Regions from separate parts of the Mus musculus genome. Here regions 1, 2, 4, 5, 6 and 7 are each linked to region 3. Evidence: chromatin contacts called from public Hi-C and promoter capture Hi-C data. All regions are on one chromosome and are shown on one strand. The core of a region is the stretch at or near the end of the contact, and the rest is flanking DNA. Distances in the headings are between cores, read along the strand shown. Region 1 holds the start of Col7a1 (collagen, type VII, alpha 1). Region 2 holds the start of Ip6k2 (inositol hexaphosphate kinase 2). Region 3 holds the start of Dhx30 (DEAH (Asp-Glu-Ala-His) box polypeptide 30). Region 4 holds the start of Epm2aip1 (EPM2A (laforin) interacting protein 1). Region 5 holds the start of Usp19 (ubiquitin specific peptidase 19). Region 6 holds the start of Slc26a6 (solute carrier family 26, member 6). Region 7 holds the start of Nckipsd (NCK interacting protein with SH3 domain).

Region 1 (3,500 bases), core at 869-3,368, 1.2 Mb after region 3:
TGACGAAGAAGAAGAAATCGCTGGTTGGCTGTGAGGCCACACGCTTCAGTTCCTCAGGGTCGGCATTCTTGATTCCTGAAGTGATGCCCAAGCCGGGCTCAGTTGCTTACACATTCTCTGAATGGTCCCCCACTCCAACAGACCTCTCGCCTCAACTTGGTTCTCACCCACAGCAAACAGCTTGACTCCCTGCCCCTTCAGCTTTTGGGCAGCTGTGTCCACTAAATCTTGGGATTTCCCATCTGTGATCAGGATGCAGACCTGGGATGGGTGCCAAGAGCAGTCAGGGATGTTTCAGACATTTATTTTGGGGTCACATTTGCAGGCATGGTAGGTTTATAGGGAACACCTTGGGGACACCAGGACGTGTTAGACGAGGCAGGAAGACACGGTCAGAAACGTGGTGAAGAGCGGCCCCCGTGCGAGTGTTACCACCTTTATAGCTGAGCTCACGGATGGCTCGGATGGTGTCACTCCCAGAGCCAAGTGTATCCAGACCAAATTCTGTCCTGAGGGGAGGAAACGGGGTAACACAAGGCGGGGGGGGGGGTCATGATCTCTTCCAGCCCTGCCTCTGAGATGAGGCCACTGAGATGAGTGAGCTCTGAGGCAAGCACCCTTGGTTCTGAGACCCCACCCCCCCCCAGCCCTCTACCGCGGAAGTGTCCACGTTAGCAGCCTCCTCAGATGCTGCTTGACATAGCAATGTCACTGAGCCTCAACAGGCCTGGAACCCTCTAGGTCCCTAGCCTGGGGCGGGGGTGGTGGTGGTGGTGGTGGTGGTGTGTGTGGGCAGGATATCTGATTAAATAATTGTAGGAGGAAGGGCTCAGTTTCAGGACAGTGGTCACTGGCCAGACAAAGCATTTCTGATGAACAGAGGGCTGAAGAGCTGGCAGAGCCCAAACATGCAGACTCCACCAGGAGCCCAACGCCTGGAGCTCCTGGACTCTCTCTCTCTATGCAGATCAGGAAGCAGAATCATCCTGTCCACCCCACCCCCACCCCACCACAACCCCAGGACACTGACTGAGAGGTGTTTTAGGACAAGAACACTCTTCCAAGTTATCCCCACCTCTCTCCAGAAGAGGTGTTGGCGAGGGCCTTTCTGGGCTCTCCAAAGCCTATTTCTAGACTCCTTCCTGTTAAGGGGTCTTGGGGCCTACAGTCCTGACCCCACGTCGACTACTCACTGTGGATCATCACTGTACTGCACTGTGGCAAACCGGACGCCCTGTGCACTGGCTGCTCCTGAGAAAGGCAGCACCAGCCCCTCCAGGAATCCTCGCACTTCTCGAAAGTTGCTGCGGCCAATGGACGACGAGCCATCGAGTAAGAACACGATGTCAGCAGCATAAAGGCGTGTGCAGGTCACTGAAGCAGGGAGGAGAGATCATGACCTTTTAGGGAATACAGCCACCCACCATCCTCTAGGCACTGAGGTCCCCTGGGACTTGGGGACTGGAAGGACAATAGGCTTTATGTTCCTCTGCAAACGGAGCCCAGGTAGGCGTATTTCTGCCAGTGTTGGAGGAAACCGCAGTGGGACTCTGAACAGAGCTTCTCAGGGAGGGCAGGAGCACCTTGGGGGAGGATAACCTGCAAGCAGGGGTGTAGCTGCGGGGCTGAAATCAGCGTGGAGGGACTGTTGTCCGGTGGCTGAGGACAGAGGATCAGCCTGCATCCAGGGAGCTAGAATTTGTGTGCCATATGGGATAGGAGGCAATTTGGGGAATGCAGAGTAGAATTCAGGGAGTTTAGGAAGAATCCACGAAGAGTTTGGGGGACTCATCGGTGGAAAGGTGTCAGGGATAAAGTTTGAGTAGATGCATAGGTGACAGACAGGGTGCTGAGCCCCGAAAGATGCCCACCTCTATCTCTGGGCTGGGCCCACACTTCCGGCGCTCCCATCAGGATCTCTGCAGCGCAGAGCGCAGCGACCAGGAGTCGCAGCCTCATCCTGAGTGATAGAAACAGTTAGCCAGGAACCCAACCTCTCTGTCTCTTGTCTCCCAAGCCTTTGGCGGGTGGAAACCGAGTACCCCCCACCCCAAGTCCCGATCTTGCCTGTGCGAGGAGTCAGCCTGCTCCCGCGCCGCAGCAAGTCCTGCCGGCACTGAGGAGAAAAGTCCCTGATCCCAGGAGGCGGAGCAGCAGGCGGGGACCTGGCGGCCCGCCCCCACCCACCTCCCCAGAGGTCGCTTCCCCCACCCCACTTCTCCTGGACTTAAGATATGACGCACTTAAGGGCAAGGTCAGGTCCCAAGACTTTCGAGTATCACTCAGGGTTTTGACAGACACTTCAAGAGCACCCCAACCTTACTTAGGGTTCCAAGTCTTGACTGCTTTCTAGTTAGAGTGACCAATGAAGTCATTGCTGCTCTCTGAAATGTGGACAGGTTCCAGCAGACCATAGGGGTAGCAGCCTGATGGTAGGTAGGACATACTGCAGCTGGCGCTGACTCACCCCTAACCCCATGGGGTGCCCAGACAAAGCCTCAGGCTATAGGTCTTGACAAACGTGAATCAGCCATGCTTCTGTCTGGTGGCCCTCCTGTGCCGCACCCTAACCTTCATGACAGGCAAAGCAGCCCCCAGCAAACAGGAGACTATGGGACTATCCTAGGGACCCCAAGATTCCACTGGGCTGGATCTAAGCAACACTTCCCCATTTTGGAAGAAAGAACTTGTGCCATGCGTGTTCATATTTGTTCATCCCAGTGCCGCTCACTCCCTACTGAGTCTTTTACCCTAGACAGATGCCATCCAGCTGTGTCTGCAAAGAGGGAGGGTTGTCCATATGCGGGGGGGGGGGGATGGACCACCCATGCTGACAGCTCATCTCTCAGGAATCCATCTCCTGATACCCACGTTCCCACTGGCAAGGCCTGTCCACGATTCAGGCCAGGTTCCCCATCTACTTGGCTTCATTAGAACCTGCAAGAATCCCCTCCACCCCTTCTACTCAATTCCCTGACTAGGGCAGGGCCACACCATGACACTCCTTTCCTTGTTGCCTCAAGGTATCTAACTTTCCCCTCCCTATGTGACCCCCCTCTTGATCCTTTCGTGTGGACAGTCATTGCCAGTCACAGGTCAAGCCCTCTTTCCTAATGATTTCCTTTGGTTATACATGCATGGTGACTAGGCGGGTGTCATCAATATAGAGGGACACTCCTAAGAAAACTAGCCCCCATTTGGGCCCTGTTTCCTCTGCTTCCTAGTCAGTCCTGTACAGTTCAGCACAGACCAGAAAGTATTCCCTCATTCACCATGGCTGCTTCCAATATGCCTGGCCCTGCAACCTCCCGCAGATCCACAGGCTAAGTGGGGAGATGGGGACAGGTGCAGGTGTTTAGTTTTCTAGCATGGGCGAACCTCAGGGCACAGAGGACCATCCGTTTCAATTTCCCAGTTGTCAGGAAAGCTCCAGCTCTCCTTGTCACTGAAGACCCCCACTTTCAGAACTATCCCGGGACACAGTGTCTTTACAGGTCCTC
Region 2 (3,615 bases), core at 1,023-3,522, 1.3 Mb after region 3:
AAAAAAAGCCAGGTGTGGCTCAGGACTATAACTTGAGAGGTAGAAGTAGGCAGATATCTTGAGTTTGAGGCCAGCTGGACTACCAAACAAGTTCCAGGACAGCCAGGGTGACACAGAAAAACTCTGTCTTAAAAAAATAAGATAAAAATAAAAACATGCTTTAAAATGTAATCATACTAAAGTCATTTTCTATCGTAAAAAATGTGGTCTATTTGTAAGACAGTCATTCCATGATATGAAATAATTTCCCTTGCCAGCAGTAAGGGCAAATACCTCTAATCCTGGCACAAAGAGGCAGGGGCAGGCAAATCTATGAGCTCAAGGCCAGCCTGATCTATACATAATGAGTTCCAGGCCAACCAGAGACCCTGTCTCAAACAAGCAAGCAAGCAAACAAACCAACCTCTTCTCTTAACAGGGAAAACCAGGCCCCAGTGCATTCTCTTTATGAGCCAACAATGGAAATTTTTCACCTCAACAAGCTGGCCTCAGGAAGGCTCAAACTCATCCTTGTTGCCTAGATACCAGTGACATCTCTGGGGCTTACAAAAAGGCCCTGCCATCCTCTGCAAGGGCCCTGCCATTCATCAGTCAGCAATGACTCCTGGCACATTCTAATGTTCAGATACTTGGTTGTAAAGACCAAAATCTGTCTCCTAGGAAACTCTAAAGCGTCAAAGAAATACGATAAACTGGTTTCAACAACAGTAACAGGTCTAGTCCTGCTACTGACACACTTGAATTCTACTCTTAAAAGAAAACTAGAATACAGGTAAACCAGTCTGAGTTACACTCAATAGTTTAACCAACTTGATCTCCAAAAAGATTTAGTAGGCAGTCAGATGGCCTGTTCACACCAAACATAAGTACTCATTTTGTATTTCTATCTGTGGATAGCTGCTAAAATTAAAACAAAACCCTACAATTACACTCTCCACGGCAACAACTTGGTAAATAAGCATCTCCCATCTCTTAAAATGTTATCCCAGGGAAAGTGCAAATACAGCAAACATTTTAAATACTGAAAATCAACAACAATGCTGTCAACAAGGAAGGTCCTTTAAATTTTTCAAAATGTTTGTCTGCATCATATTTGCTGTTTCAAAACTGCCAGGGCTTCTTTCTTTTGGATCTTTTTATTTTCATAAATATTTATTAGTTGACAATTCCAAACATGTATACAATGTATTTTGACCATATCCATCCCCCTGGTCCCTTCTTATCCCCCTCCCACTGCCTCTGGATCCCTTCAGTACTTTTTCTTACAAATATTCGAAATTATTTTGTTCTTGCTCTATGTACATTTCTGCTAACAAAATGTTTATTTACATGCGATGACTAGCTCTATTTCCTTTCGCGTGTAAGAAGAGCCCTAGATTTCACCAGTTCCTACATTTTTCCCCATTTTCCCGCTAGTACAGCTTTCTTGATATTTGATAGAAATTAAAATCCTAAAAACGAATCAAGTCATTAGGAAGGATGCAGAAGATAGATGCAGTCTTGTTATCAAATATGAATAAAATCCCACTCGTGGTAGGAGCATCAGCATAAGAAGAAGAAAAAAGAAGACACCTTCTGATCCATTTTAAGATCTTAAAGGAGAAGAAGGGGAAAAAAAAAAAACCAATAAGGTTGGATGCGCAGATCACCCTCTCCCCCGCCTTTCCGGGATCAAAGAGGAGCTGACTGGCACAACTGACGTTCAACACCCAAAATGGCTGCACATCTGCAGGCCCAGGTAACAACAGTACCTGAGGATCCGGGCTGACCCTTCCATCCAAAGATAAAGACCCCATCCTCAAAGACCAGGGAGATCGTGGCCGGGGGACCTCTGTGAGACCAGAGATCCTGTCCTCCACCGGAAGACCCAGGGAGACCGCTTCAAAACCGGAGAAAGACACTGTCGTCGTCCCCCGCCCCCTCCCCTCCCCCGGTTCCGGGAGACCCTCCAATGCCGGGGGGAAGATTCTGCCCCGTCTCGGTGGGCAACGCTACTCTCCCCAGTAACTGCAAGGTACAATGGCCCCCCGTAAATAGGGAAGGGATGACTACACAAAAAAAGGGGGAGACCGCTTCTCAATGACAGCCATAGGACCCCCTTCACAAACCCAAGCCTCCCAGGGATCCCGGAGCCCGGCCGCTACCAGCACCGAAAACCTCTTCCCCTGAGCCCCGGGGTGACAGGGCCACGGGCCGGGCGGGGCGGGCGTTACCTGCGGCCACAGCCCAGTCCCGCGACGCTTCCGTCCTATTGTTTCTCTTCCACCAAAATGGCTGCGGCCGCGCTCAGCCCCGCCCCCCAACCTCGCTCCCAGGGCCCCTCGCTATTGGCTCGCACCCGAAGCCGCGCAAGCGGACTGGGCGGCCTGGAAGACTGTTGCTAGGGCGCCGGGATTCGCTTGGGGCGGCTTCCTGAATGGGCAAGGGGCGGGAAGAGGCGGGGCGTTGTCCTGAGTGAGGAGGGTGGCCAGTCTGTTCTGGAGTTGAAGTAACTGATGGGCTGTGTGCCAAATGGATCGATTGCAGGATGCCTAGGGTAAGGGTGGATGGACAGACAGTCCTGGTTTGCCCCGCACTGGGGAGTTTCCTAGGATACAGGAATGTCAAGGCCAGTATTCATTCTGTGATAAACTGCAAAGCTGGTCAACCTAGCAGATGGATGGACAGAACTACATGTCGCTAAGATGGATAAAGGGATAGCAGCAGGGAACAGAGAGAATGACTACAGACGATAGACAAATACATGGCTCTATAGGAGGCCAGTAAGACGGCTCAACAGGTCAAGCCGTTGCTCTGTTTCTCTCTGGCTCTTTGTCTCTGTCTCTCTCTCACTCACAAACACACACTCACACCACACACACTATAATAATTTTTAAAAAATGTTTAGACAGGTGAACAGATGAGTGGACAGACAGACAAGATAAAAGCCAATAGAAGTCTGATCAGAGGGATGTATAGGGTCCTCGGTAAATTGATAGGTCTGGAGCATAGAGCTCATCCAAGACTCCTTTGTCTGGAGCCTGTGTCATTCAGAAGGTCTCCTGCATGAGTGAACGAGTGTCAGCGCAGCCAGGAAAGGCAAGGAGCACGATGGGAACCATGGGCATGGGATGACCTCCTTCTTGGCTATTGGCCTTTCTGTAAAGGATGCCAGAGTTGTAACCCTGCATCCTGGGCATTAGCAAAGATGTAGCTCATAGGTTTTTAAAACTGAAGTATTTATTAAGCACCTACACTCTGCAGTGAGTGCAGTAAACAGATTTTTTTAATCCCTGCTTTCTAAAGGTGGACAAGAGAAACTCCTATTACCAACAGGTTCCTCTTGGAATCGCCTTCCCTTGAGGCCTTCATGGCTCTGTGTTCAGTTCTGTCTAGTTTTTCTTTTTCACATTTTTTCCTCTCTGTCTATACCCACTTACCCCGGGTCGTGGTTTTGTTTTTAAAATATTAACTAATTGAGTCCAGATCCCTCTCTGTAGCCCAGGCTGGCCTCAAAATTAAGGCAATTCTTCAGCATCAACCTTCCTCTTACTGGGATTACAGGCATGAACCGAGAGGCCCAGGTTTCAGGTTTAAATGCCAACTTCATGTTAATCGACCCCAAAAGTGTTTGCC
Region 3 (3,724 bases), core at 260-2,759:
TACCTGCCTATAAATAGCAGTCTCTCAAATTACCAGCACAAGGATTTGTTTGCCTGTTCGAGATCCAGTCTTGGATAACTCAAACTGGTCTATATGAAGCTTGCCTTGAAGATCCTGTTTCTATAGGGATTCCAAGTATGTACCAAACATGTTGGGCACTGCAGGGATTTCTATGTTTTGTTTTCAAGAAGCAATTCTTTGTTTCACCTCCTTCATTTCTCCTAGCCTTCTGTGCAATCTAGCAGGAAAATAGCAACTAGTATACTTTCCTTCCTTCCTTTTCTTTCCGTCTTCATTTGAAACAGGGTCTATGTTGCGCTGACTGGCCTGGAACTCTTCAGATCAGAGATCTGCATGTCTCTGTCTCCAGAATGCTAGGTTTAGAAGCATTTCTTGCTATGCAATCCTGGTTGGCTTCTAATTCCCAGTTGTCTTGCTCCAGCTTCGGACCAGCTGAAGTCACCTGTGCTGTGGCACACAGCTAACAATACATTTAAATGGCTGCACAAAAAATAGCATAGGAAAACGGACTGGAGATATGGTTCAGTGGTTATGAACACTTGCCTGATTAGTAGTTTTGTTGTTGTGTGTGTTTTGGTTGATTTGACACAAGCTATAGTCATTTGGGTAGAGAGAACCACAATTGAGAAACTGCCCCCACCAATCTGGCTTTTAGGCAGGGTGGAGGTTTTGGGAGGGTGCCTCCCCTGGGGAGATAGTAAATTCTGGGGCTGTTGTATCAGCCATGAGGCAGTAAGCAAGGGTTCCTCCATGTCTTTTGTTTCCATTCCTGATATGACATTACTCAGTGGCAGGTTGTCACCTATAAGGTGAGAAGTGGTATTTTTACCTCAGCAATAAAAAACCTAAGATAACAGCTGGCCGACAACAGCCTGTAACTCCAGCTTCCAAGGATCTGATGCCATGTCACTTGGTACCACACACATGCACATAGAATTTTCTTCGTCTGTTTTAAATTACGAGCTATTGTATTAGTTCTCCAAATATCACGAAAGGGCACATCCTCAAATATTGTCTTCCCAGCTGTGAACTACTGCCCAACGCCACTGAGTTTCCTTTATCGACGGCGGATTTCATTGAACCCATGCTTCACTCTGTTCAGAGGACAAACAGGCAAACCCCCTCCCCTCGCTCCTGAGTGTCGATGTGGCCTAGACTCGCAGTCGTCCCTCACCACAACCCCCCGAAGCCAGCAGCAAGCGCTACCCTGTCCTTTGCCTGGTTTATGTCTCTGTGAGGCAAAATCGCTCACCTCCCTAAAAGTGCAGAAGACCAAGGGGAGACGCAGGAGAGAAAAGGCGCGACGGACACAGAGCTGCGGCTGGGGATGGAGAGATGAGCCTGAGATGGTCACCCGTCCCCAGCTCCCGCCGGCTCTCGCCGGCTCCCACGGCACAGGCCACGCGCGTCCCCGGCCGCTCCGCCGGAAGTCCCGCCTGTGTCTGGGGCTACAGCCGCGCTCCCTCCAGCCAGTGCCCGGGTGCAGGCGCAGACTGACTGTCTCGCGCTGTGGGCTGAGGAACACTAGAGACAACCTAGGCAGCCGAACCCATCGCGAGCCCCAAGGCAGCGGCAGCCCGCACAGAGAGCCAGGCCGAACAGAGCCGGGGCCGCAGGTGGGACTTCCGCCTCGGGACCCGGAAGAGACCGCGCCGTCGCTGGTGGGAGTTGTAGTCCGGCCGTAGTTGGGGGGGCCCGCGGCTCATGCGCCGTGCACCGAGGCTTGTTTCACATCTGTAACAACAGGTGAATTGGGCTTTTTATTCTACCCTTTCGCGCCCCTTGAAGCAGCCTGACACGGTCGGGGGTGGTCGGCGCGAGGAGGGGTCCCGAGTCCGGCTAGCGGCCTGGCAGAGAGTGGGAAGGAGGAGCTGGCGAGCCCGAGGAGCAGGCCGGGCATCCTAGGCCTGCCCGGGAAGCCGGCCGGGCCGAGCCGTGGGCAGCCAGGCCTCGGCCTGCCGTTGCCATGGAGCCGGGGCGGGGCGGGGGCCAGACCGGTCCGCCGGGGCGGGCCTCACTGCCAGGGGCTCAGCGGAGGCCGAGAGAGGCGGCTTCATTGGCTCGACGACGCCTTCGCCTCAGGGGATGCTCGGTTTTCCCCAGGCTGGGCCCGGAGGAAGTCTCCGGAGTGCCCGAGACCTTTGTCTGCCCCTCCTCCCACTGTGCGGGTCAGGACCGTTCCTCTAAAGGGAGGCCTTGGTGCATTTTTGACTCTTCTGGTTTGCCTCCTTTTGCACCGACCTTGTCAGTGGGGGAGGCTAAGGGGTGAGGTGTTCTTTGTTTGCTGGTAGTGACTTGTCCCATTTTGCAGGGGAAGACCTAATGCATGGTGGGTCCTTTGTTTGCAGTGAAGTGGAGTTCCCAGGGGTCTTCAGAATCCTCAAGCCAAGAGTACAGCGTCTATGTGCTTTCTAGATAGTCCTTGTGTAAGCAATATTGGTCTTTTAATTGCGGCTTTCCAATGCAGAGACTGTTCACCTTACAACCCCCAGTTCATGGGTGTTCGCCATGCATGGTAGCAAATAAACTGCTGCCGTCCAGCTGCAAGGTCTCAACTTGTTTTTGGATGCAACCTACTGGCCAGAGTAAAATTACACCTTTTCTAATGATTTTCCTTGCAACGGTTTCTTGGAATGCAGTGACCCCAGCGCCATGTGCCATGCACCTCTTGACTACATCTTATAATTTATACTTAAATCTCAGAGTCTGACATTTCCAGGCAGGAGAACTCTTTCCTGATTTTATTATATATTATTATTTAGATTTATGATAATGCTTTTTACTTCTACATTTATATATTCTTTGACAAAGTTTCTATGTAGGTGTACCCCACCTGACACCCAAAGATCAAACTTTTCAATATTTTAATTTATGAAGCTATAGTCCAAAAAGTTTTATCCAGTTTTGGACCCCACTTATTCTTTCAAAAAATGAACATGATATATGCAGAATACAGGTTGATATGTAAGAAAAGTCGTGTAATAGAAACGTGTAAACCATGGGGTCAGAGTTCATTCGGTCCTGATGCTATGGGATCCTGGGTAAATTAGATATCTGTGCTTCAGTTTCTTTCTCCGGGAGAGAATGTTCTTCATAGGCTAGCTTCAGGGATTACATGAGGTCAAGTCTATGGGCGTTCTTTGTAAACTGTAAAAATGTTTTTGAGAATTTTGAGGGTATAATTTTCCCAGTCTGGAAGTATCATTTTAGATAGATTGGTATTATAGCCATTATGGGATTAGAAAAGCAAAGGGGCTTTTGCTCTGAGCTTGGAGAAAATGTTCTTAACATTTCCTTCACTTGATCTTAGCCAAAAGGCCGAGAAGCGATTCTTAACATTTTCTTAGGGATGCTCTGTGGCACAGTTCACATTTGGTGGGTCTAGAACTGGTCAGGGGCCTCTTGAGTGAGGCTATTGTGTTAAACCTTTTTAAAGTTAGTACATTGATGTCTATGATTGGTATAGTTTTGCCTCTGAGTGAAGGTTGCCAGTCCAGTGACCTTACCTTGTTATTTTCCAGGAGGCCCAGCCTCGTGATGAGGAATAGCAAGGAGAGAATTCAGCTCCAGTTTAAAAGCCTGCAAAATCAGAGCCCCTCCCTGCTTTTATAAGGTAAGGTGACTTAGCCCTGCTCATAGAGCCACGGTGTGCGTTTTGCTCTTCCACACCATAAAGCATGTAGCCCCCTTAGGAATAGCGTTC
Region 4 (4,023 bases), core at 118-2,617, 1.2 Mb before region 3:
CTCAAAGGTGCAGATGCGTTCAAAGGCAGCAGCAGCAAAGACTTTACTGATCTGCAGTTCTTCACTGATCTCTCGAAGATAGTCCATAATATCTACCAAGAAACCAAAATCACAAAGCCACTGCTTGTCTGAGAAATGAACTGTTGTTGCCCCCACTGAGACCAAGAACGCCTCGATTTCTTTTCTTAGTGAAAATATTAGTTTTAACGTTTTGCCTCTTCTCAGCCAGTTGTTCAAACACCGTCCGTTAACTCTTTCACCATGCTCTGACTCAGACTCAGTTAGTAGAGGCTGAAACTCCGGTCGCCTAACACCTCTGGTCTTAATCATAACTACCCATTCAGATATGGTATTTATGATCTGATTAATATCAACATCATAAGAACTCAACAGTTCCAAGTGAAGAAATCCCGAATAGTGGATTACGTTCCAACAGTTGGGACTCACGGCCTTCTCTCTCATGTAGGAGACCAGTCCGGAGTTCTCGCCGATCATCCTTAAAGTGTGGGTCGTGGTCAGTCCAACCATTCGCTGTAAGCTGAGCCCTGCTGTCTGCAGGGCTTCCAGAATTGCCGACATGAGAGCCCCAACACTGAAGTGATGAGTCAGGTTGATAATCGTCAGAAGATCTTCTTGCACCTCCAGGTCGCGGCCGACGCCACGGATGAAGACCAGCAGGTAGTTCTCATAGGCCACAAAAGCCTGGTCATCCAAAGCAAGGGAATAGGCCTTAAAGTCCCTGGCTCGGTTAAACAGCTGGCTGCGGAGGTTGCTGTCAATGCTCAGAATCCTCTGCCGTGTGATCTCTGGAGACAAGTCAATGCCTTCCAGGACGCCGACGTGATCCGGCAGCACCTCTCTCAGCAACACCTCCATGCACTGGTGTACGAAGTCACCCTCACCCCAGCCGCGACCCTTCAAGGCCAAGAAGCGGCAGAGGCCGAGGCCTGCCCGGGTCGCTCTCTCCTCCGGAGTGAGCACGGCGGCCAAAGACATGTCACCCTGCCGCAGACGCTCGACCAGGGCCGCGCGTTCCTCGTCCCCTACAAACCGCTCGTAGAATTCGTGCTCGGCCTCGTAGTGGCGCCTCACGTCGCGTTCCCGAGTAGAGGCGACCAGGCGGCGACACACCAGGCACAGGGCCCCGTCACCCTCCGCAGGCTCCACCACCAGGTATCGCTGGGTCCACTCGGGCCGGAACACCAGAGCCTCGTCGACTTCCATCCTAATCCTCTTGGGCGTCATCCACATTCTGCGGAGGCCACAGGAGAACGCCGAGCTCTGAGGCCGCAGCAAACGGGGAGGAGCCCGACGAACGCCAAGCACCCCCTGGGTTCTGCGCCAGATCACCCGAGCAGGGGTGCACCAGCCTCCGCCAGGGCACCTCCGTTCCTATTGGCTGGAGATTTCGTATTCCCTCAGCTCTCAGAAATGAGCCAATAGGAAGAGCGGACCGTGAACTTTGACGCGCAAGCGCGTTGCCTTCTAGCCTGGTGTCGGGCCGCTGTTTAGAGCGGGACAGAGATCCCAGGAACTGACGTGTAAAAGCGCTTGACTGGCATTCATGCTGCCCAATCAGCACTTGCCGCTGGGAAGACGGCGCAGGACTGCAGTCGGCCGAAGCTGAAGGAAGAACTTGAGCGTGAGGAGCTCGAGTGATTGGCTGACTGGGAACTCGGGCGCCAATATGGCGTTTGTAGCAGGAGTTATTCGGCGTCTGGACGAGACGGTAGTGAACCGCATAGCGGCGGGGGAAGTCATTCAGCGGCCGGCCAATGCTATCAAAGAGATGATAGAAAACTGGTACGGAGGGAGCGGAGCCGAGTTCCCCGACTGAGAGCCGGGGCGGGCCGACCCACCTGCTGCAGTCGGCCACCGTGCGGGGCACCGAGCACGGGGACCGTGGGGGCATCGGGCACAGGGACCCTGCGCGTGCCAGGCTGGTTTCCCATTATGCACACGGCCGAAGGTCCTCACGACTTGCGCGAGACCTGTTTGGGTCGCAAGTAGGGGAAGCACGCGTGGTATTGGTTTAATGGTATCTTCCTGGAGTATGCGGCTCGCCGCCACGTTACATACAACGAAGATGCGCGGCTGACGATGTGTGAATGTGTAAGGGTGGAAGAGAAACAGTCTTCAGAGTGTGCCATTTTAGGTTTATCATTCATTCCCGGAATAATCCCTACACATCCAAGGCACAGTTTCTTCTGAGTTTTATTCAGACGTATCAGGACATGGGGCTTTTTTTCTGACTCTCCTCTTGTCAAATTAGTGAGTGACCCTAGTCTGAGACTTAGACCTGCATCTGAGACTTAGACCCGTCAGGTTGTGGAGGGGAGAAGTTAAACGTGTACTGTTTAACCTTTAATAGGCACAGTGAATAGTATACCCCAAAGTAGACACACCACCAAATAAGTTCAAAAAGGACACTGTGTACATAAGGACTTTGTGTTAATATCAGTTGATGGTTGTGAAAGCCAAAGAAGACAAATGTTCAGAAGTGCACTGAAAAGACAAAGCATTCAGAACGATGACACTGAGATAAATGACCTCAGGCCCTCTTTGGGGTCCAAAGACCTTTATGCAGGAGTCACCTAAGACCATCGTGAAATTCTGATATTTACATTACAATTCAGAGCAATAGCAAAATTGCAGTTATGAAGTAGCAACAAAATAATTTTATAGTTAAGAGTCACCACAATGTAACAATGGGTCCCAGTTTTAAGAAGGTTGAGAACCACTGCCACAGGGAGGAAAGGAAACTGAAGAGATAACCAGAGGAAGGAGCAGGGAGCCCTCGGACATTTGATTTGGTGTCAATAGGCTGCCCTAGGATAGGTTTTGCTTTTACTGTGTTAGGATGACCTGGAGAACTTGTTCACTTAATTGTACTATGCCTGAATCACCTACAATAAAAAACTAAGCTTAAAAGTAGCATAGCAACGCATGCAAGCAGAGATTATGCACAGATCCTACTTAAATATTTAAGTCGAGGTTTTTGATACAGAGGTGCTAAGAAAAGTTTATTACTTAAGTAACTTACTGGCTTCTTGTTTTTAAAAAAGGCATTTTCCTGAGAGGAGTTGAAAGCTTCCATTTTTCATGTAGCCCCAGGTCAAATTTGTTTCCTGTGGTAGATATTCTATGAGCATAGGCTGCTCTGAAAATACAAGAGTTTCATTCTTTTAAAGATATTTTCCTCTTTTTAATTTAGTTTATTTTGTTTACTTATTTGTGTGATAGGGATTGTGTGTACAACACACTTGTGAAGGTCAGAGGACAACTTTGATTCTCTCCTTCCATCATGTGGGTCCCAGGGATTGAACTCAGGTCCTTGGTTGGTGCCAGGTGCTTTCGCCCACTCAGACATTTTGTAGTCCCTATTAGCATCTTCTTTCATTTTAAATTTTCATTTTATTTGTGGGGATGTTTTACCTGCATGTATGTCTCTGCACCATGTACATCGATTGCTCTCAGAGACCAGAGAGGGAGTCAGGTCCTCTGTAGCTGGAGCTACAGCTACCATGTGGATGCTAGGAATGAACTCTGGAAGAGCAGCCAGGACTCTTAATGGCTAAGCCATCTCTCCAGGTTCCAGCTCCTTAAGTCTCTTAAAGAAATTTCTGCATGGCAGTTTTTCTTTGCTTCATCATGAATGTGTTGAGGAAAACTGCATTTTTAAATGATGTTTATTAGAGTCACTTAGAAACCAGAGACTGATTAGAGTTGTTATAACAGTAAACGTAGTTGAAATGAGAGTAAGAGACACTTGTGCTGAAAGGACTGCCCTACAGGGACAGAAATGTGCTCTGTCCTTGCCACTTACGCAGGGTGTACATTCATACAGTACCCACATTGAGCTTGTAAGACAGAGAAAGCATGCAAGTCAAACACTGTGTTTGTTTGAAATTTGATGTTACAGTATATGCATCAGAGTAGTTGATATTACAATATGTGCATCAGAGTAGATGATATTACAGTATGTGCATCAGAGTGGTTGATATCACAGTATGTTCATCAGAG
Region 5 (4,043 bases), core at 1,223-3,722, 1.6 Mb after region 3:
CGAGCAACAATTCTACAGGGAGAGAGGGGTAGAGATCAGAGGGGTCTCAACAAGGTGCTAATGGTGACAGACAGGTACACGAGCCAAGCCTACCGCTCCAGATGGGAGCTAAATTCTCCTTTCTCTCACGTAGCACTCAGTACTCACCATCTTTGGTTGGTTCCTTTCGAGGAAGGGACACTGGCAACAAAAGGAACAGACAGGAATGAGTGAGCCAGACCCCAGACACTCCCATCTCATTAATCTTAGCCACGTCTCTCAGGTGGAAAGCCCAGGTTCTACCCAGCCTGCCATGGATCTTTTTCTCCCCATCAAACCAGGATAGAGGAGGAAGAGACAGGACCCCCACCCCCACCCCAATACTTGCATGTCCAGTGATAAGGGAAGCCGTAGGCACTCTGGAAAAGCCCCTCCTACCTCTCCTAGCATCTCCATCTTTACTTTCCAGGTTTGCTCGATCCTTCTGTTTCTTCTTACTAGTGGCCTCTTCCAGTCCTGGCGGCCCCCTCCTGGGCCCTGTAGCACTGGCCCCTGCAGACATCTTGAGCCGCTTGGTAGCCAGCCAGAGTGGCCCAGAGTCGGCAACAGCGTCTGGGTCAGGGCTGCGGCGCTTTCTTCCCGGCCCAGCTATCTTGGCAACTCTTTGTGGCCAAATTCTTCAGCAAAGAACCAAGAGCCTAATGAAAATAGACCACGAGTCACTGCCAAGGCCAAGTGATCTGCTCCCTGCCTACAAGGGCTGAGCAACGCAGGCCTCTCTGAACCCTAATGGGCAGGATTCTCACCAGCTGAGGCAGCCATGCGCACTGTGAGGCTACCCTGTGAGGAAATAAATAATTCAAGCAGTGGCAAGTGCTTCAGGCCACGCCTCCTGGGTATCTACAGAAACCCACAACGCTGGAAGGCTGCACTGAGGAAGTGCTAGGTCAAGGCAGTTGTGGCCTGGGACCAGGATCATCCTCTGGATGAGAGCCATGGCTCCAACCCACAGGTCTGCACTCTGAGCAGCCTGCTCTGCTTCCTTCACTCTCGCCGGCTGCTTAGTCACCGCCAGACAAGTAGAGAGTGAAGGAGTCAGGCAGCAGAGAGGGAGACCAAGGAATAGTCAGAGCAGCAGAAGGGCAGACTCTGAAGCTGAAAACGGCCCCAGGTGCTGCCACTAACCAGAAAGGCTCTGGTACTAAAGCATCTAGTCTGCTTCCTGCCGGCTCCTATTTTTTGCCATAAACCAGCTCCTGAAACTTGATCTTTTGTTTCCACCTAAAGAAGGATCGATCTCTCTCTCCTCAGCCTTAAAGATTAGGAGTGGAGGCGGGTGGTGGTGGCGCACGCCTTTAATCCCAGCACTTGGGAGGCAGAGGCAGGCGGATTTTCTGAGTTCGAGGCCAGCCTGGTCTACAGAGTGAGTTCCAGGACAGCCAGGGCTACACAGAGAAACCCTGTCTCGAAAAAAAAAAAAATGAGGAGTGGACTCCAGTTTTAAGACACGGTGATAGGCTTAACAACGAAACAGACATCACCCCTGTCTCCAGGTTCCTTCCTTCATCATCAGCTCTGAGCCACGGAGGCCTGATCTGTTTCCCACCTGTGTGTGGATTCGGGCTCCCTCCATCCAAAGTGAAGTTCTCAAAACTAGTGAGGGTGGAGATGGAACGTAGACCTAGTACTAGCCCTGGCAGCCTCAAGCCCGGCTTGCGAGACGAAGGAGATTGAACTGTAGCCTGTGTTCCCTTAGGGGAGAGTGGGGTGATAAAAATACCCTTGGACGATAAGAGTGATGAGCGGAATCTTTAGTGACAGTCCGTCCAGGCCTCTGGGCAGAGCACCCGCCGTTTCCTCCTTACACCGAGGCCCGATTCACAGCCGGAATCCCTCCCCCATGCTCTGAAAGCCGTCGAAGCGGCAGAGAAACTATCCGGAGATCCCAGCTGGTTAGAGAAGCTGCGCAGAGTTACTGAACGCAGACCAACGCCCCGGCTAGGATGCTGCCCTCCTCCAGCCTCCGAATCCCAGGCCTGCCACCACCTCCTCCAGGAAGCCACCCTCGCTCGCCGCTAATCCTCTTAAAAACAGAGAGGCCGGCCACAGGGGTAGCATAACGGCTCGGTCGGCATCGGTAGGCCGAGCACGCCGCGAGGCTCGAGATGTCGGGGCTGGCACGGCCCGTGACCTTGAACAGGCCCGCCCCGGGCCAACCTTGCGGCCTTCCCCCGCTGCGGCCAAACCGGCGACTTGAGGCCCACACCACTCACCGAGCGAGACCGCCGCCACCAGCCCTCTTCGGGCCCTGGCAACACGCTCTCGATTCCGGTTCCGGCGTCGGGTCGGTTCCGGTTCCGGCGCGCCCCTCCCCCGTCCCGGCTCCTCCGCCACCGCCGCCTTCGCCGCTGCTTCAGCCGCTTGTTTTGTTTCGACTTCTAGCTACGGCTACGGGAGGCGGGGTGCCGAGCTGATGACGCACTTCCGGCAAGAGTGGGAGCTCTTGGTGAAGGGCAGCTTTGGGGAGGGCGGGAAAGGAAGAGGAGGGGTTCCGGTGCTCGGCCTCTGCTGGTAGCCTACAGCTGATGGCGTGTATAAAGGTCCTCCGCCCCTCCCATCAAAGGCCAGACAACACAGAGGAGGTTCACACAGGTTTATTGAAAGCTCTTGCTAGCCAGGAGCTCTTTAATGTGCGGACGATCGTGTGCAGAACAGTGCTTGGCGACAAGGCTAGGCCCTAGGGAGTGGTCACTGGCAGGTGTTGTAGATCTGGACCTGCAAGTTGATGGCCTGGAGCACACTGCGCATCCTGGCTTCCAGCCCATCCAGCTGGGCCGCTTTGCCCTCCAGTGCACGCTCGTTCTCCTCATATGTGCCCTCCAGCTCTAGAAGGGTCAAGAAATAGTTCAAGTCTTTTCTCACGCAAGCCCACCTTTCTAGCTCCCGCCCACCATGGTCCTCACCCTGTAGCCGCTGCAGCTTATCCTGAGCGGCCTGCAACAGGTCCCGAGCCTCATCCCGCAGTTGTTCTGCCCTGGCTTGTGCAGCCAGAACACCTTCAGCCTTCCGCTCTGCCAACGCCCTCACTGTTTGGTATTGGTCACCTACTTGTTCCCGTAGTTGCTGCAGATGTAAGAGGCAGGGTCGGTATACTAATTCAGTGGAATTCTAACTATAATACCCCTACCCCATCCAGAGGGCTTCGCCCAACCCACTTTCTCAGCCTCCCTGGCACGGCTCTGGGCACTGCCTGCTGTTTCTTCCGCTGTAGATGCTGCCAGGCTATTTCCTGCCCGTTTCAGTTTCAGGGCCTCCAGGAGGGCGTCTAATTGCCGAGCCCGCTCACCGGCAGAGTTCAGAGACTTCTCTGCACCTGCCATCCTCTCCTGGACCTGCCACAGAAAGGCCCAGGTTTAACAAATCCACCTTTAGTACCAGCAACTGAGAAGGAGAAGCAAGTTGATCTCTGTAACTTCCAGGCTGCCCAGGGCTACACAGTAAGACCTCCCTGTCCCAGACAAAGCAAGCCAGATCCTTAGTACATGCCCATCACCTCGTCCTAAGGAAGTCATACCCGCTGCAGGGTCTGCTCTGTGTTTTGTGTGTCAACCACTGCTCCCCAGATGGCACCCTGAGCAGCTCCTTGTGCCCTCTGAGCCTCCTCCAGTGCCGCTTGGACTGTCTCTGCCTTCTGTCTCTCACCCTCGGCCCGGCTCCTGAGGAAGAGGGGAGATCAGGGTCTACAGGTATCAGGACCAGGTTTCAGGAATGGGGACCAGGCTTGGGGGTCAGACCGTGCCCGGTGCGCATCTTGCAGTAGCTGTTCAGCCCGACGCACGTCGCCCATGGTATGGGCCAGGATTGTGTCCACGTCGGCCAGGCTTCGGACGCGTTCTGCAATCTCACTGGCTAGGCGCTGGATCTGCTCGGGTGAGGCCGGGATGGAGATGTCTAGCACCCGAGTCGCTACCATTTCAATACTGTCAGGATCGGCTCCCTCCTCTATGGAGACACAGGCAAGGGCTTAACAGTCTCTCCTGCATGACCTTGGGAACACAATCTTG
Region 6 (3,718 bases), core at 1,102-3,601, 1.3 Mb after region 3:
GTAGAAAGAACTGTACAGACCAAACATAGGAGGCAATCCCGCCAGAAGGGCATAGGCCAAGCCTGCAGATAAAACAGTAGCAATGCAGACTTGAAGAACAGGGTATCAAAAAGATAGAGACTCCAAGCCCTGGGCTCAGGGGGTCATAGCTCCAAGAGCAGAGGTCTTGGCTTCTGGTTTGACACTTCACAGACCACAGAACTTGCAACCCTGAGGTTGGAGGTAGCTCACCCTGAGGAAGCTGCATGATGGCCACACTCAGGCCAGATAACAGATCACCCAGGAGCCATTCACGCACAGGATACCGGGGTAACCAGCCCAGGACTGGAACGTGCTGGAGCAGAAGAGAATGGGCCCGAGCACGGGAGCATCTAGGACGGAGAAAAGTCTGTTACAGGGTGGACTGTCTGGGCCTTGAAAGAACCCCCAGAACCTCTCCCCTCATCATTACCGGAACCAAGTTCGCCACTGGTGGGTCTTCGCCGCTGGGCCCCAATGCCCCAGATCTTCTAGCTGCTCCTGGTTCAGCAATGGCCTTTCCACATGGTAGTCTCTCCTCTGCAGCTCCATTTCTTGGGCTGCAGACAGGAGTGCCTGCGTCTGATGTGTCCCTTGGTCTAGAGAGGTGAGACCACAGATATACAATAGAACTTCTACTTGGGACCACAGAGCCACATACCTGAGTTTTCTGGGCTCAAAGATCAAGGGTAGAGCTAACTCTGCTGGTCTCTGAGGGCCCCGTGCTCACACCCTGACAGAGGCAGTATCTGAACTTTGGCTGCTGGAAGACTCTTTCTGGGCCAAAGTCTCTCCGGAAGGGAGAGATGGATGAGCATGCCCACACATCCAGCTCAGGTGTGGCTGCCCAGCCCCGAGTACCACTTCAAGTCCAAGTCCAGGTCTGGGTCCAGGTCCAAACTGACTGCGCTTCCTAGCCCCTACCTCTCAGGCCCTTGGCTTCCTTCCCTGAATCAATTCCTGTCCAGTCCCCTTTCCAGCTTTTCCACCAGGAGCCCAACCTTGTTGGCTGAGAGCGAGTTGACAGATAAGAACTAGCAAACCAGAGGTCTGTAAGCAATACTGCCCTCCAGTTTCAGGACAGGGTCCAGCAAGACTCCAGGGTCGAAGCTCTCACCTCCAGGGAGTTTTGACAGGCTCCCACTCGAAGTAGAGAGACTTCACCTGGGAACAGGAGCTTTTGGAAGCCAATCCAACCTGGAGGGAACTCTGCCCTGAAAGCTTTCACCAGCCAGGCAAGTTCTGACCGGGGGTGTGGGAATCTCTCATCGGGAGGCACTTCTCTGGAGAGGCACTTCTCTCGGAAGTGGGAGACTTTACCAGAGAATAGGATCTGAGGGGGTCTCTCAGAAGAAACTCTGATCTGGGGGGGGGGTGCCTCCATATGGAATGCAGCTCTCTATAAATATATTTCAGGGGAAACAAATTTGGAGTGGGCAGGGGGGAGGGGCTAGCCTGTGGGAAAGATATCACCTGTGAGTTCTGATCTAGGAGAGGCTATAACCAGGGGAGAGAATCCCACCAGAGGGGTAGGAACTCACCTGGGAAGACTCTCTAACCTGGGTATCCAATGGAGGAGGGAGCAGTGCAGACGCAAGGAAGATCTTCAGAGATTCTCTGCACCGCGGGCTCCAGGAGATCTCAGCGGCCCCTCTCCCCTCCTTCAAGATCTCTCAAGTCTTCTTAAAGGGCTCCCTCCCCTTACCAGGCGGCACGCGCCTTGGAGGGCGGAGCCTTGATGCTTGGCACCTCCCTTTGGGAGGGCACAAGGGCCGGCAGCGACAAATGTGAACAGTACCCTGCCGACTCAGGCCGCGGCTGGTCCACCGCCTGGCTAGAGCCTGTCTTGCAGCGGTTTCTCTCCCAGTCCCAACGCGCCCAGCTGGCACACCTCCCGTGCCAGGACTCCTCGGTAAGCAGCAACTTCCCTGCAGCGCCCTTATTAGCACTCCAGGGACGTTCAGTACAACCCTCAAGAGCTGGGGTCGCGCCAGAGCCCGCCCCCATCCCTCGCTGTTGATGGATAACCTCCTTCGGAAAATCGGCAAGGCGGTAAACTAAGGCTCCGCAGACGGGAAATGCCTGTCGGGGACTTGGAGGTTCCCTTCCTGAATTGACCCAGGCCGGGAGTCACAGAACTACTAGCGCTTCGCGGGCACGCGGAATTTGGGCAGCGCCCTGCAACTCACCGGACCCATCGGGAAGTCCCATGGCCCTCAGAGGGTAACTCGTGTACCGCTTTTCAAACAGCTCCCCCAGGAGGCCACTACCGGCTAGAAGGTGGCGCCAGGCCCAGAACTTGGCCGGCCGCAAGCTCCACCGCTAGGATGTGCAAGATCAGACCAATCAGAATTCTGGGGGTGGAATCCAAGTCATACTCTCTGGGCGGGGCGAGCCCGGAGAATAAAATTTTAACCCTTTCCTTCCCGTCGGCCTAGCTTCTGTCCCTGCCTGCGATTCTTGTTAACCTGCTGGGAGCTGGAGCATTCTGCTGAGACTGGAGGACTGGAACGAAGGCCCAGCGCTACGCTTGGCCAATGTTATGCCTCTGTGCCCTTAAGTGGCTGGACCTAATTGTATGCTTTGTAGAAGGTCCCCACTTTATGCAGAGGAGACATTCTTGACCGATCTGGATGCCTAGGTGTGCAACCAGGGGCCCCAGCCTCAACTGTGGGAGATCTAGGCCTGTAGGGTCTCTCAGGGACCACCAAGCTGTGAGTATCACCCTCAGATTTTTCCTTCTGAGACCTGGCACAGTGGTCCTCAAGACCAGCCCCACCCCACCTCCATTTCTTTTTTTCCAGACAAGTTTTCTCTGTTTAGCCTTGGCTGTCCTGGAACTCTCTGTAGACCAGACTTGTCTACAGAGATCCACCTGCCTCTGCCTAGTGAGTGCTGGGATTAAAGAAGAGATCAAAGGTATTTGTCACCATGGGTGGCTTCTTAAGCCCCCCCCCCCCCTTTCACTTTCACACCTGGCTGCCTAGACTGGAAATGGAGCACTCAGGATCCTTTCCAGGTCTGGAAGCTCTGGCCTGATCCAAGTGAGAAAAGACCAGTAAGGGCCAGAGTGTGGGTGGGTAAGCAGGAACTGAAGTGGGAACGCCTAGGTTTGGGGTGACTAATGGGCAGGGCCACAAATGTCAGCCTCTGGATATTAAGGAAACCCTCATATGACTGCCTAGACCAGGAAAGTGGCTTCTCTTGGCGCAGCTCCTGCGCTCCAACTTCAGGCTCCAGTCACAAGGTGAGAGGCCATATTTCAGAAAGAAATGGGAACCTGGTCCAAATCTCCCATGAAATGGGCTAAAAATAACTGGCTATTTTGGAGGGAGGAGAGCTCAGAGTCCTACAAAGGTCATCCTGGGTGAGTATTCTCAACAGCTGAGACAGAAAGAGGAACAAGTGTTTTCTATAGAAGTTTATTCCCAAAACAGAGCGCGGCTTCACGGAACAATTTACACAGACAGGAAAGAGGGCCACTGTTGGAAGGGGACCCCAGAGACGGGCATCTACAGAACCTAGGACATAGCAAGGACACTCTCCCAACCGACAGGCCTCTCAGCCCTTCAAGGGCAGGGGTCAGTCTGGGTAAAGAGAGCTGGGGACCTGGCTGGTGGGATTTGGCACAGGCAGTGAAGTGGGATTTTTTTGAATCTCAGAAACTGCCTCCCAAGAGTAAACACAGGGTAGGGGTGGG
Region 7 (3,587 bases), core at 9-2,508, 1.3 Mb after region 3:
GACAGGATGTTTCCATAGCTAGGGACTATGAGTCTGGAATAGCCCAGACTGCCCTGGGTCCCCTTCCTCCTGCAGTCAGAATAGGCTAGCTGGAGACACTGCAGCAGGACTACTCTTGAGCAAACAGGAACTGGAGCAGGCTCCACTGGAAGGGGACCAGGCCATCTTCAGAACGGGAAACCATGAAGGAGGCTCACTTCCTCACAGTGTGGACAGCTCCCATTCCAGGATGGAGCGCCCAGATTTCAGAGGAAGGAAACCAGAGAAGTCAGGAGTGGAGGCTTGGGAGAAGTGGGGGCTGTGCCAGGGAACCTTGTCTATCAGCAGGGGCCAGGGGCCTTGGTTCCTGAAGGGTTGGGGAATTGTCCTTGGGGAGAGCTTGATAGGTGGGCGGGTTCGGGATACAGAGATACTACAGGAATTGGGACTCGCATAAGGGACAGGAATGCCTGTGGCTCTGGGGTCCAAGTGTGTGGGTGGGGTGGGGACTAAGAACCTGGAGGGTGGTTGAGGAAACAGGTGGTGTATGAGGTGGCACAGTCAGTGGTGGGCACGGTGATCTTTACAGTTAAAGGTGGAGGCTACAGATTGATGGGAGATGGGCATCCTAGGGATTCAGGAAAGGGGAACGAATAGGGTTTGGAGGTCTAAGGGACTTGGATAATGAATGGACTGGAAGTCTCTGGATCCAGCTCGAGAATTCAATGCAGATGGAGGCTCTGATTATCGATGACAGAGAGTCCCTGTTCCAGAATTAAGCTTTTCACGGGCCTGCGGTTAAATGTCAAAGGCCTAGTCTCGGGTGGGTGTTGACGGCCCTTCCGGAGGGGTCTCAGTCCTTACGGCTCTTGGGACTTAAGGTCAGAGTCTCAACCTCCTTGTCTGGTAGAAGTCCCGAAGAATCTGACTGAGCTTCCTGGATCGGTTCTGCGTGCTGGTGAAGGGGTTCGGTCGAGAGGCCTGGGACGGAGGGACACACTCACCTGCAGGCGATGCAGGTAGGCAGGCGGCACGTACCCGGTCTCGCCACTGCGCGCCCGTGCTGCTAACCACCAGTGCGTGCTGCTGCGCTCCAGCACCAGGAAGGTCTCGCCTGCAGCGAACGCCATGGCGTTCGGCTCCGCGGAGCGGAACGCATACAGCGCGCGGTACATGAGGCCGGGCCGGGCCGGGCCGCGAAGCGCCGGGGCTGGGTACGCGACGAAGGTTGCGGTGCCGGGAAGCCAGGCCCTGAGTGCCGCGCCGCCCGGCGCTTGCCCCGCCCCGCCCCGTGACACGCCGCGCGTGCGCATGCGCGACCGCCGGAACCCCGCCCCAGGAGCGAGTCGGCTCCAGTATTGGAGCGCCGCGCCCCCTCGCGGCCGAGAGAGGTTTGGCGGGGCGGGGTGGGAGTCTCCAGTTCCTTCAGGCCTCAGACTCCAGTCAGCTGACTTAGGGTCCTAACTCCCTCTCCCTGGCTTTCCTCCTCCTTTCCCAGCTCAGGTGCAAGCGCTGCGTTCCTTCCCACCTCCTGATGAAGGATGCTTATAGCCAGTGCGTCCCTGGGGACGGGGATATGGTGTTTTGCTTTGAGGAATCCTGATCAGACATTTGGAAGTTCTTTCTGGGGAGGGGTCTCCCCAGCGCATCTAGGCCTCACAGTGCCTTAGTACAAAGTCCCTACTCTGTCGCTGAGGTGGTGGACAAGTGTGGAGGGCAAGGGACAAAACCAGGTTGTACTGTCCAGAATGCATCTTTGCTACCCACCACATATACACTCCCTTCATATATACTGGCTTCTTTCCTATCTTGAGTCTTGCATCTGTTCTATTTGAACACTCCCTTCTGGACCACGCCCCAACTTGTCAATGACTATCCTTTTGCCATTTTTGTTGTTACAAAAGGATTTAAGTCTATGACCTAAGGTCATATTTACTCATAACGAATCAAACTGCGTGTATACATGCATCTCCTGTTTTAAAAGGCTGTCTGTTACCAACCCTGTCCTGCCCCAACATCACAAATGGCACTGGGGAAAAAAAATGGTTAGGGCAGAAGGCTGATAGGGTAGGGACTGAACACATGAGGTTTAAAAAGCATGTTTTGAGTTCTGAATGGTGGCATGATCCCAGCATCCAGGAGGCAGAGCTGTAGAAAGCCAAGATCAAGACCAGCCTGGGCTTCATAGTAAGAATCCGTCTCAAAGAAAGAAAAAGCATCCCTGACCTTCAGTTTAATATTCAGCCTAGCCATCCACATCTTTGAAATCCTTGGCATCCCTCGGTCGTAGTGAAGAAGGCCTAAAGGATCCTTGCATACTCTCCACTAATCTAAGGAGCACAGGATATACACACCATCAGACAATGTTCCAAGGCAAGGTCTCACTGTGTAGTTTTGGCTGTTCTGGAACCATGTAGACCAGGCTGGCCTTAAATCCAATGATCCATCTGCCTTTGCCTCCCAAATGCTGGGACTTAGGGCAGGTGCCACCACACCTGGCTTTTTCCCCCTAAAGACAAGGTCACACTAGCAGCACCAACTGGCCTGAAACTAACAGCAATCCAACTCCCTCTGCCTGAGTACTTAGATGAGCCAGACTACACCTAGACTTCGCTAATCTATTTTTAGGCATGGTGGAGGTAGGCCCAGTGGGATGTGGGGAGCTGCCAGAAGGCTCAGCCAAGACAAGAACTTGATATCCAGACCCTGGCTTTATCAAATGTTTCTGCCAATTTTTGGCAGTGCACACACACACACACACACACACACACACACACACACACACACACTTACAGAAGCTTTCAGGCACAAAGTAGTGGTAGCTCTTTGGAGCTATGCTGACTGGTCTTTGTAAAGGATGAAGCTGGTGTGATTATGGGACTGCTGAGTAGGAGTGGTAGCAGGTGTTGAAGCCAAGACTGTCCATGGCTACCAACAGACCAGAGACTTGTGGCTACTTGAAACCCCACCATGGGGTCCAGGATATCTGAATTACTATGGCCAGCCAATTAATTTCTTGCTGCCAGTTACCAAGGAGAAATAAAAAGCTGGACCCAAACAAGGGTTGGAGCACCTGTTGTCCAGCTTCTCCTTATGCTGCACAGGGCCATGGGAAAGCCTATACCAATTGTACTTTTGTGTAAGGGTGGTAGAGACCAAGCCAGCACAAACCACAGTGACCTGACTAAGTAGTGCTAGACTGGGACACTTTAGACAAAGCCAAGTCTTTGTAATGAGTGGGTGCCAGGCCTAGGAGACCACAAGGCAAGGCTTCTGCAGGCTGGGAGGAGTCTGCATGCTTAGAAAGAACGACAGCAGCACTGTATACAATAAACAAAACATCTGTATTAGAACATTTACACTCAGGGAAGAAAGAGGTATCTGCATCATCAAATGTGGAATGTTGAAGAAACAGTTAAAATAAATAAAAGGCTCTGAGCACGTCTGGGGCCGGCTCAGGCTGGAGGCGGGGGGGGGGGGGGGGGAGGGGGTCACAGGGGCCACTGTCTATCAGCTCCAGGCTGCAGAGGCCAACACCTAGCCATACTGGCCTGCTTCCCGACAGCACAGCTGTAGGGGGACACAAAGAGTCTCTCAGGTCCTGGAAT

Evidence for each region. Promoter capture Hi-C pulls out the DNA fragments that hold promoters and counts their contacts. A called contact is a pair of places that touch in the nucleus more often than the background predicts. Capture Hi-C pulls out chosen DNA fragments and counts their contacts.
Region 1: a promoter capture Hi-C map of embryonic stem cells shows a contact between it and region 3, with 4 times the contacts expected there. The contact joins the promoter of Col7a1 here to the promoter of Dhx30 in region 3. A contact is called at or near these places in 2 of 39 promoter capture datasets (embryonic stem cells and pre-B cells), 4 of 115 datasets of contacts at active chromatin or transcription factors (CD4 single positive thymocytes, astrocytes, embryonic stem cells and 1 more) and 2 of 9 other capture datasets (macrophages and pancreatic islet).
Region 2: a contact with region 3 is called in a promoter capture Hi-C map of adipose tissue, with 2.5 times the contacts expected there. The contact joins the promoter of Ip6k2 here to the promoter of Dhx30 in region 3. A contact is called at or near these places in 3 of 39 promoter capture datasets (the C10 cell line, hippocampal neurons and pre-B cells), 3 of 115 datasets of contacts at active chromatin or transcription factors (astrocytes, embryonic forebrain and stem cell-derived neural progenitor cells) and 2 of 9 other capture datasets (adipose tissue and liver).
Region 4: a promoter capture Hi-C map of pre-B cells shows a contact between it and region 3. The contact joins the promoter of Epm2aip1 here to the promoter of Dhx30 in region 3. A contact is called at or near these places in 4 of 39 promoter capture datasets (the HPC-7 cell line, hematopoietic stem and progenitor cells, liver and 1 more), 1 of 484 Hi-C or Micro-C datasets (CD4 T cells), 1 of 115 datasets of contacts at active chromatin or transcription factors (double positive thymocytes) and 2 of 9 other capture datasets (adipose tissue and liver).
Region 5: a Hi-C map of B cells shows a contact between it and region 3, with 7 read pairs. The contact joins the promoter of Usp19 here to the promoter of Dhx30 in region 3. A contact is called at or near these places in 4 of 39 promoter capture datasets (embryonic stem cells, hippocampal neurons, liver and 1 more), 1 of 484 Hi-C or Micro-C datasets (B cells) and 1 of 115 datasets of contacts at active chromatin or transcription factors (embryonic forebrain).
Region 6: a promoter capture Hi-C map of embryonic stem cells shows a contact between it and region 3, with 4 times the contacts expected there. The contact joins the promoter of Slc26a6 here to the promoter of Dhx30 in region 3. A contact is called at or near these places in 9 of 39 promoter capture datasets (cranial neural crest, embryonic stem cells, frontonasal cranial neural crest and 5 more), 2 of 115 datasets of contacts at active chromatin or transcription factors (astrocytes and embryonic stem cells) and 1 of 9 other capture datasets (pancreatic islet).
Region 7: a contact with region 3 is called in a promoter capture Hi-C map of liver, with 6 times the contacts expected there. The contact joins the promoter of Nckipsd here to the promoter of Dhx30 in region 3. A contact is called at or near these places in 9 of 39 promoter capture datasets (the 3T3-L1 cell line, cranial neural crest, embryonic stem cells and 5 more), 2 of 115 datasets of contacts at active chromatin or transcription factors (astrocytes and embryonic forebrain) and 2 of 9 other capture datasets (liver and macrophages).

What each region holds. Positions count from the first base shown.
Region 1 is chr9:108,952,204-108,955,703 of GRCm38.p6, reverse strand. It overlaps Col7a1 (collagen, type VII, alpha 1), which reads right to left and starts at 2,118. Exons shown (of 119, transcript NM_007738.4): 1 at 2,068-2,118; 2 at 1,872-1,960; 3 at 1,194-1,374; 4 at 350-509; 5 at 168-261; 6 at 1-75. The coding sequence starts at 1,959.
Region 2 is chr9:108,782,469-108,786,083 of GRCm38.p6, reverse strand. Ip6k2 (inositol hexaphosphate kinase 2) reads right to left here and starts at 2,272. Exons shown (of 6, transcript NM_001379600.1): 1 at 2,214-2,272.
Region 3 is chr9:110,115,401-110,119,124 of GRCm38.p6, reverse strand. Dhx30 (DEAH (Asp-Glu-Ala-His) box polypeptide 30) reads left to right here and starts at 1,509. Exons shown (of 23, transcript NM_001252682.1): 1 at 1,509-1,767; 2 at 3,543-3,634. It also overlaps Gm10615.
Region 4 is chr9:111,269,189-111,273,211 of GRCm38.p6, reverse strand. It overlaps Epm2aip1 (EPM2A (laforin) interacting protein 1), which reads right to left and starts at 1,367. Exons shown (of 1, transcript NM_175266.4): 1 at 1-1,367. The coding sequence starts at 1,251. It overlaps Mlh1 (mutL homolog 1), which reads left to right and starts at 1,604. Exons shown (of 19, transcript NM_026810.2): 1 at 1,604-1,803. The coding sequence starts at 1,688.
Region 5 is chr9:108,489,105-108,493,147 of GRCm38.p6, reverse strand. It overlaps Usp19 (ubiquitin specific peptidase 19), which reads right to left and starts at 2,472. Exons shown (of 27, transcript NM_027804.4): 1 at 2,253-2,472; 2 at 418-677; 3 at 148-180; 4 at 1-12. The coding sequence starts at 541. Lamb2 (laminin, beta 2) reads right to left here. Exons shown (of 33, transcript NM_008483.3): 29 at 3,774-3,981; 30 at 3,554-3,695; 31 at 3,195-3,371; 32 at 2,943-3,102; 33 at 2,618-2,864. The coding sequence ends at 2,728.
Region 6 is chr9:108,852,676-108,856,393 of GRCm38.p6, reverse strand. It overlaps Slc26a6 (solute carrier family 26, member 6), which reads right to left and starts at 2,351. Exons shown (of 20, transcript NM_134420.4): 1 at 1,560-2,351; 2 at 452-617; 3 at 232-371; 4 at 1-62. The coding sequence starts at 570. Celsr3 (cadherin, EGF LAG seven-pass G-type receptor 3) reads right to left here. Exons shown (of 36, transcript NM_001359572.1): 36 at 3,425-3,718.
Region 7 is chr9:108,806,051-108,809,637 of GRCm38.p6, reverse strand. It overlaps Nckipsd (NCK interacting protein with SH3 domain), which reads right to left and starts at 1,258. Exons shown (of 13, transcript NM_030729.4): 1 at 984-1,258. The coding sequence starts at 1,154. It overlaps Ip6k2 (inositol hexaphosphate kinase 2), which reads right to left. Exons shown (of 6, transcript NM_001379600.1): 6 at 3,305-3,587.